2 separate regions of the Gossypium hirsutum genome follow, and region 2 is linked to region 1. The links are chromatin contacts, called in public Hi-C maps. All regions are on one chromosome and are shown on one strand. Each heading gives the region's core, a stretch centred on a gene start, on an enhancer-like site or on the middle of the called end of the contact. The rest is flanking DNA. Distances are from core to core; before and after follow the strand shown. Region 1 has its middle 19 kb from the start of LOC121216297. Region 2 holds the start of LOC121216298 (zinc-finger homeodomain protein 9).

The links. Hi-C and Micro-C count contacts between places; a contact is called where the count stands out from the background.
Region 2: a Hi-C map of leaf shows a contact between it and region 1, with 4 times the contacts expected there. The contact joins the promoter of LOC121216298 here to the enhancer-like site in region 1. A contact is called at or near these places in 8 of 34 Hi-C or Micro-C datasets (cotyledon, fibers and leaf).

What each region holds. Positions count from the first base shown.
Region 1 is chrD04:8,131,204-8,135,671 of Gossypium_hirsutum_v2.1, forward strand. No RefSeq gene overlaps it. Among protein-coding and RNA genes, the nearest start is that of LOC121216297, 19 kb to the left of the region's middle. Within about 2 kb of position 1,343, at least 3 of the 9 cell types and tissues checked have an H3K27ac peak or open chromatin away from gene starts, as enhancers often do. A contact at or near this core is called in fibers and leaf, where this site is marked.
Region 2 is chrD04:8,217,599-8,222,255 of Gossypium_hirsutum_v2.1, forward strand. It overlaps LOC121216298 (zinc-finger homeodomain protein 9), which reads left to right and starts at 2,406. Exons shown (of 1, transcript XM_041091883.1): 1 at 2,406-4,041. The coding sequence starts at 2,822. The coding sequence ends at 3,802.

The sequences.
Region 1 (4,468 bases), core at 93-2,592:
CATATCTTTAACATAAGTAAAAGGGACCAGCGAAAATATTTTGTGATAACAAAGAAACTATTACCATGACAAAAAATCCAACATTCCATAGCAGAACGAAACATATAGACATTCGCTATCATTTTATACGCGATCTGGTTGCAAAGGAGAAGATAACATTGGAATATTGCAGCACTCAAGATCAGCTGGCGGATGTGCTGACCAAGTCTTTGTCCAAACAGAAGTTTTATTATTTTAGAGTCTTACTTGGTGTGTGCAAGTTTGAATCAAATGGGAGTGTTGAAGAATGATTCAAGACCTTAACTGATGCAACGTGTTATTTTTTTAGTTTTTCCTTATTTTTTTTATTTTTTGTTGAGATATGATTTAGTGCCAGTTTTTTCATTTCTTCTATTGAGATTTGTTGTTGTGTAAAGCCTATATAAGAGGATGATCTTTAGTTGAATAATATGTATCAGTTTTTTCAAATATACTATAGCTTATTTGTGTCCATAACCTGTTTGATAAAATTACTCTTAGAAACCTTTTTTTTTACCATCTCTTATTTTTTAAAGGCTGTTTTGAGTCTCTTTCCCCTTGTGCAGCTGTGCTCTCCAACAGTTAAACATGTGTATAAAATAAAAAAATATGTAACAATTTTATTTTATTTAGCACAGATGGTAAAATATAAAATTTTTAACCTTATGTCCATTGTTATTAACTTTTGTGAAATCTAGTTAATTCTAATTTGCGATTCTACGATTTGTTTCCTTTTTAGTACAAAAATATATCAAGCACACAAAAAAGCGCCATTTTTCTTTTTATTTTAGAAAAATTTATAATGTCTTATAATATTTTAGTATTATATATATTTATAATTTATAATTTAAAAATTACATCTATAATGAACTTCCACAAATAGATGTTTAGATTCAAATGAACATAGAAATTTATTTGTCAAGATTCATTCTTGACTTGAAATTTTTAAATATTTTTATATATTAAATTTTTATTTCATATTAATATCATGATGATCGTTAATAACCGCGTCACTAAAACGTTAAAATTTAATTATGAATCTCTATAAAAAAAAACTTAAATTGATTTTGTCAAGGAAAAAATTTTTAATTGAGTGCATGGGTTTGTTAATTTTTTTTCTTCTTTTTTGGAAAACTTCTGAGTTTGAGGGTCATGCCATTAAGCTTTTTTTATATAAACATCAAAAAACCTTGTTCCTTCAGAAGTTGCAAAGTGCACAATTTTATGCCGAAAACTCCTTTTCAAGTGCTAAATTCTGAGATCTCTATGGGCCCAAGAACCACTAAAGGTTTACAATTGGCCCAGCCTTGAATTATTGGATACCCTACCTTGGATTTATTCATTCACAGATTTACATCGTATTAGCATGAAATTATATTTAACTGAATTCATATCTTTTGGTGTAATTACAAATACCTTCATCCTTTTACGACTTGATGCTAAATTTATTCCCCACGAAACTAGTGTTAAGTAAAACCTTTTCACTAATCATAGTCTAAAGTTATTTAAATTTTTAAAATTTGATTTTCGTTTCGTTTCGTAATTATTATACTACAATAAAAATGGTCATAAATTAGATAACCCAACCTAACTTATTAAGTCCATAAGAAATTTAGGCCAAATTATGTAATTCTTTGAATGGTGATTGAAATTGGTCGAATAAATTGATATCTAATTCTTAAGTTTAGGTCTAATTGAAAAGACAATCTCCAAAATTGACCCATGAAATAGAAAAAGAAGTGTGTGGAGGGGATTGAACGCTTTGTATTCAGTCATGTCAGCATCAATCTCAAATATATAATTGAAGACCAAACCCTCTAATCAAGTAACTCTTAACCCTACCACCTCCTCTCTTTGTGCCTTTTTTTTTTTCTCTTTTTTGGTAAATCCTCGCTTTGTGCTTTTAGCTAGAATAAGGAAAAAGTAGATACGTGTTTCAATGTTTTTTAAATCGAATCATTAATAGAATGGGTTAGATTATTAGTTTATAGGTTTATTAATGCAATTGATTTAATTGGGTCGATTAAAAATAATTAAAAATTTAAATTTTTGGTTCAAGCAGTTCAATTGTCGGTTTAATTAATTGAATTGATTAAGAATTTATGATTAAACTATTGTATTTAAAAAATTTTTTGAATAATTTCATTATAGGTTTTGATCATATCTATTTTTTTAGACAATACCTACAAATATCCATAGCGCCACCCAACTCATAAATAGGAAGATAATACACTTCAACGTACTCGAACTCATATCCTCCTATATTAACAATATACTAATTGAGTTAAGACTCAATCGACTATTTAAGATATTTTTATATTTATATATATAATTTTTCATGTAAATAAAGTATTCCTATTGTTTTTTAATTTTTAATTTTTGACATTTTATTATATTGTAACAAGGTTGGAAAATTTTTTCAAACCATAAAATTTCTAATCAAACCAACTGCCATTAATTAAAATATGTCCTGTTTTGCGGCTCGTCATATCATGCGAATTAATTGCTTTTGTTCTACTCTTATCATACTAAAGTAATACATTCACACAACTATGGTAACACTCAATTCTAGCATAGTTAGATATTTGACATTTTTCACAATTTTATTAGTTATGAATTTTCATTCATATATTGTAAAATTTTTATAAGGTTATAATTTCCATATTTAATATAATTGTGCTTTTTTTTTTGAAAAACCAAAACCAAAGTTATTATATTAAATTACTAGAAGTAAATAAATCACTTATTTTATCCAAACATAAAATTATTAATAACTCATTAGGAGACTCATCGAAAATATGCACACCTTTCTTACTATCAAAGGTCAATTTAGCAAGCCCATCAATGACTTGATTATCTTTCCAAGGAGTATACCTGAAAATTCATTGTCTTCAAAATTTCAACATCTGTTTGATTCTTCTAACCGAGGATGAATTAGTAACATCCGATTGTCTGTCTTCAATGGCTTTAATCACCTGTAAGCTGTCTGTATCGATCAACACTTTATCATATCCTTATCCATATAAAATAAGCAGCCCATCCAAAATGCCCCAAAGCTCAACGTCAAACACTGAACACTCCCCTAGGTAATGATTGTAGCCTAGGATTCAATTCTCATCTTAATTTCGTAGCACTCCTCCTACAGATACGAATCATTTCTCGCCATTTGCTGCTCCATTGGTATTTCAGTAAATTAAACCAATTACCTGATAGATGATGATCAGTGTACAACTTTTGCATTCTAAACAGGTCTTTCTTTTGGGTATTAATATACAGTCTAGCCCAGCTATAAGAAACTTTAATTGTCTCAGAAACACTCCAAGATAAACCTTGAAAAACAAAAAAAAAATTCTATTTTTCCAAGATAAACCTGAAACTTCCAAACAAGTTTTCATGATTCATCTTTAGGATGCCAAGAATTCTCACGTAGTGTCCAATAGCACTTTTGATAGACAAAGCCCCTGTAGAATTACAGCACCAAACAATTCTGTCAGGTCCCTCTAGGGGATGCGGAAGAGGAATGCTCGCAATTCTCTTTACCAAGCCTTCCGACAACCAAACATAGAATAACTCAAGATTCCACACACCTTTTCTAGTTACCATTTCATTAAGCTGACAATTAGACTTCAAGTTTTCATTAGAAGGTATAAGCTTGATCAATGGCCCTATATTCGAAACCTAATGATCTTCTCAACAATGAATAGAGTTACCATTTCCAATGTACCAAACTAAATTTTTATGCAATAAAGTCCATACCTTTGATAGAGCCTTCCAAAGAAAAGAGCATCTACTTTGTGAAATTCACACTAGCAACCTTTCCAACATCTTATACTTCAATCACAAAACTCATACCCATGGTGCATTTTCATAGACACTATATTATACCCCAACCTCATAAAAAAAGAAGTGTTTTGATCTCTCAATTGATGAAATCCAAGACCTTCAATAGAACGAGGTTGACAAACAGAATCCCAATTGACTAGGGACAACTTCTTTTTACCATTCGTAGCCCTCCATATAAACTGCAGAGTTAACCGTTCAATCTTGTCACATATCCCTTTAAGGATCAACATGGTCTGTATAAAGTAATTAGGAATAGATAAGACACTACACCAAAAGAGGCCTTTAGCGGCGCATTTAGCGGCGTTTAAAATCCAAACGCCACAAAAAACTGAGCAATAGCGGCGAGTGTTAAAAAACGCCACAAATTACAAGCAACAGCGGCGATTACCCAAAAGCGCCGCAAATAAGTTAGGTAAACGGTACCATTTTCATGGTCAAATTCAAAGACATTAGTGGCGCTTCAATGAAAACGCCGCAAAAGACAAACATTACAGGCGCTTTATCCAGAAGCGCCGCAAAAGTGATTAACAGACGATGTCGTATTGATTTACGTTTGACTACATTAGTGGCGTTTATAAGTAAACACCGCAAAAGATCCCGTATTCGC
Region 2 (4,657 bases), core at 1,156-3,655, 87 kb after region 1:
TATTTAAACTTATTTGTTAACCAAAGCTTCAATTTTTTATTAAAGAATTGCAATATATTATTATATGCACAGACGTTTTTGTCAAAATAATTAATTAACACACTTATAATGAATTTTTTTTTAAAACAGAAAAAATTTAAATTATAAATTATAAATATTTTATTTTTATTATTTTTAATTGGGGATATTTGATAAATATCCAAAATTTAGTTGCCAAATTTTTGTAATGAATTATGTAAGATTTGAATTGAAATTATAAAACTGTTTAATATATTATTAAAAATTAAGCAGTATTTTATTGAATTTTTGAAAATTTATAATTTTATAATTTTAGAGAGAAAGGTAAATGTTTTTGAAAATTTAAAAAACCCACTTGAATTTTGATAAATTCAGTGGATAAATAAATGAAATAATTTCAAAGTAAAAAGGAATAAAAATAGAAAAGAGGGTGGTCCACTGAGGAGGTCACTTGACAAATTTAAGAGGGGATACAGTCAATGCCTGAGAAATCAGAAATTGCAGGTCATTTCTTCTCTCTCTTTCCAATGCTTTCATCCATTCTTACCGTGTCAACTCAGTCCTCACACGCTTCATCTTATATCATCCTTTTTATCTTTCCAGTAAAATAAAATTTAAATACAAAAATATATTAAATTAATAATACTAAATGTATTTTTATTGTTTTTCATGATCTTATCATCAACAGTTTACTTATAACACTAACTCAATTAATAACGTTATTAATATATACAACTGATGGAGATAAATTGTGTATATTAAGATAAAAATGTATATAAATACGTTAAAATAACAATTTGGTTTAGTGATAAATTAAGTTTTTATCAATCCAACTAACGTGGGTTTAAATCCCACAATATGCATATTTTTATTTTAAATATGGGAGGATGTTTTCGTAATTTTTCTAACCGAGTTATCTGATTAACTCATGACATCAACTCAACAATGACTTAAATAATTGTATAGATATAAACAATTGATGAAGGTAACAAAGTGTCTATAAATATAAAAATAAAATTTTAGTTGAATGACAGATTATTTTTTTTAATGCAATTCAAATATCACCATATGCATATTTTTATTAATTTTTTTAATTGAAAAAAGTAAAATACTCTTAAATAATGGAAGAATATTCTCATAATTTTATAACTGAATTAATGTCCGACTAACTCGTGACATCAACTCAAAATGTTGTGATATTGGTTTTATATTTTAGTTTAATTACTTTCTATAAAGATATATGTTTGCTTTTAATTATATTGAATCTAATTTATTCATATAAATGCTAAAATAATTTTGCTAAAATTGTTAATTGATATTAAATTTAAGGATATAATGTCAATTTTAGTAGTTTAATATTTATTTCTTTTGTCAATTTAACTCTTACCCTTTTTAAACTACATTTGGCTCTCAATTTTTTAAAAATAGTCAAATTTAATCATTAGTTTTTCAAAAAAGAGTTTCTTTAAAATATTAAATTTTTAAACATGACAGTCTACATGTATTTTATAATAATTTATTGAAACTTTTTATAATTTTTAAATCATTTATTAACGCCGCATATAATATATATAGCACCGTGTTAGCATGAAGTACATGTACACGGACTTCCATACAAGCTGTGAGACCAAAGAGATAAATTAACTCTTTTCAAAAAAATTAATAAAAAATAAATATATTATTATTTCTCATCAAATTTTAACCATATGCCTGTCTATGTCCAAAGTTTAAGCTTTGGAAATGAATCAATGATACGACAATAAATAAATAAATTATTTAATCCTTTAGTCATATTTCTTAATTTAAAAAAATATTTATTAAAAAGAAACCTTTAGCATAAATTTTAAAAATAAATTTTCATTTAGTGGTATAAAACATAAAAGCATGGTTGATTACTGAATTGAAATTAAATTAAATAACTTTATTAGAAAATAAAACAACAAGAATGTATAACTCATTTTAGTTTTCAGCAATATTGTACTCATTTCTTTCGCTTCTGTTTATCCAATTTGCTAACCTCATTATTAAATAAAATTTAAGTAAAAATGTAATTTCACTTATTATTTAATAGTTTTTGTTTTTAAATATGAAAAAAAAGGTGCTTGATCACGTTAGAATATACATCTTCCTAGTTGTCGCAATAATAACATTACCAATTGAATATGTTTTTTTAAATCTCTTATGTCTCGTTTAATTATTAGTTTAAATTTAAACTACCGAGTAATAACTTTTTAAAGTTCAAAATAAGCGAAAACTTATCTCTTTACTGAAAATAAATCGTGGGAATAGTTTAATACTACCGATTGATTTAACTCATATGCTAAAACATGTATACGAAGTACTTATAAATCTTATAGAGTAAAATGGAGAAAGAGGTATAAAAAAAATACATGAAATGCTAAATATTTACCAGGATTACACAGGCATATCTAACCCCCAAGAGGGTTAACAACTTAACCATGGATTATAACTAGGGTTAGAAAAAGGGTTAAGAAGGAGAACCACAAAAACATAGATTTTTCAATTATCAACAATCATCACTCCCCTCTTTCTCCTATTCCTCTCCCACCCTTTCTTTTCCTTCATCTCCCCCCCATTTAACAACCCAAGAGAGAAGAGCCCATTTTTCCCCCCGTTTCTCTATCCCTTTTCCTTTTTCATTACCAAGCTTCGTAATTTCTTGCATATTATCAAATATTTCTCATAAAACCCATCTTTAAAACCCTTTTAAAATTCATTTTTAGCCTTTTTCTTTAATTTTTACCTTTTTTTTTGCTTGGTGTTAACTCTAGATGTTAAAGCCATGGATATAGCTCTTGCAAGCACCGCACCAAAATCGCCAGAGGCTGAGCCCGAGCCTGAGCCAGTGAGTGAAACACCAACTCGGATCCAACCCACCAAGCCTGTATCTTTCACCAACGGTGTTCTCAAGCGTCACAAGCCTCACCACCACCACCACCACTACCAAGCGCCACCCATCGTCATAACCTACAAAGAATGTCTGAAGAACCATGCAGCCAGCTTAGGCGGCCATGCTTTAGACGGTTGCGGTGAATTCATGCCGTCGCCAACAGCCACCCCAACTGACCCAACTTCCCTCAAATGTGCTGCTTGTGGGTGCCACCGCAACTTCCACCGCCGCGAACCGGATGACCCACCACCCACAACAGCTACCCCAACAATAGAATACCAGCCTCACCACCGCCACCATCCGCCACCACCAGCAACGGCAGGTCAACCAAATCGTAGTCCTAACTCAGCTTCCCCACCTCCGATCTCATCATCTTACTACCCTTCAGCTCCCCACATGCTTTTAGCTCTTTCAGGAGGTCTTACAAGCTCCCATTTACCAGCTGGTGGGCTGACACCAAACACTGCTAATCTTGGTTCCAACTCAAAGAAAAGATTCAGAACTAAGTTCACTCAGTACCAGAAGGATAAGATGCTGGAGTTTGCCGAGAAAATTGGGTGGAAAATCCAGAAAAGAGATGAAGAAGATATTCAAGAATTCTGCCGTGAAGTTGGGGTTGATAGAGGGGTTTTAAAAGTTTGGATGCATAACAATAAGAACACTTTTGGGAAGAAAGATCAAGCCAATGGAGGGTCCTCAACTAGAGATGGAAATGGGAATGGGAATGGGAATGGAAATGGAAATGGAAGTGTTCGATTCAACCATGAGGAACATAACAACAGCAACAACAACGGTCAGAATCTGAACCATCACTTCGAAACTGATAGTGTTGCTCATGTTGGAACTAATGGCTGCTCTTCTTCTTCCTCTTGATGCTGCTGTTGGTGATGATGATGATCAGCTTCATTGTTCTTTTTTATTTTTATACCTCATGGGGGGGGGGAGATAATAATCTGTTTAGATATAGAGTAAGGGACTTTGTTTATTAGTTTAAATTTTGTTCCTTTCATTTTGTTCCTAATTAGTTTAATTAAGGATCATCACGTTGCTGCTAATATATAACCTGGGAATTAAGAGCTGCTTTGCAATCCAAAAGGGAATTTGATTTAGAATCTCAGTTCTTCTTTGGGATCATAAACTTCCATGTTTTCTGTGTTTCCAAACAGTGAAAAAAAATCTTAAAACCCCCTTTGAATCTATTAACATTCTCCTTAATCCAAGTTAAAAGAAGGAGAATAGCTTCCATTATCATTATCTTCTGTCTCACAAAAAGAAGCAAAAAGTGTTGTAAAACTTGTATCTGATAATTAATATTAAAATACCCCCATTAACTTTATACTAATACTTTTATGTATACAATTAAGGTTGCCATCTTTGTTACAGTAGTTGTATACAATAAGATGTTGGGAGAAATAACCCAAAAAGGAAGAAGGGACTTCAATTTTCATTTGCAGAATAATTAGCACACTTTGTATGTTTGTTTGTGCAGTATAATAATGGTTGATATAAACTGATAAGACTAATATTTTATGTTAAAAAAAGCTATAATTTATTCTTCTTAAAGTACAAAAAAGGGATGCTTCTTAATTCTCTCAAGGACGAGATAAGCTTTGGATTTAGGGTTAAAATAATGGGATTTATGGACAATCTATCATATCTTTGCTTTATGCAATTTTTAATTTCTCTTTCCTTTTAAGGGATCCCATTATTGATACTATAATTACACCA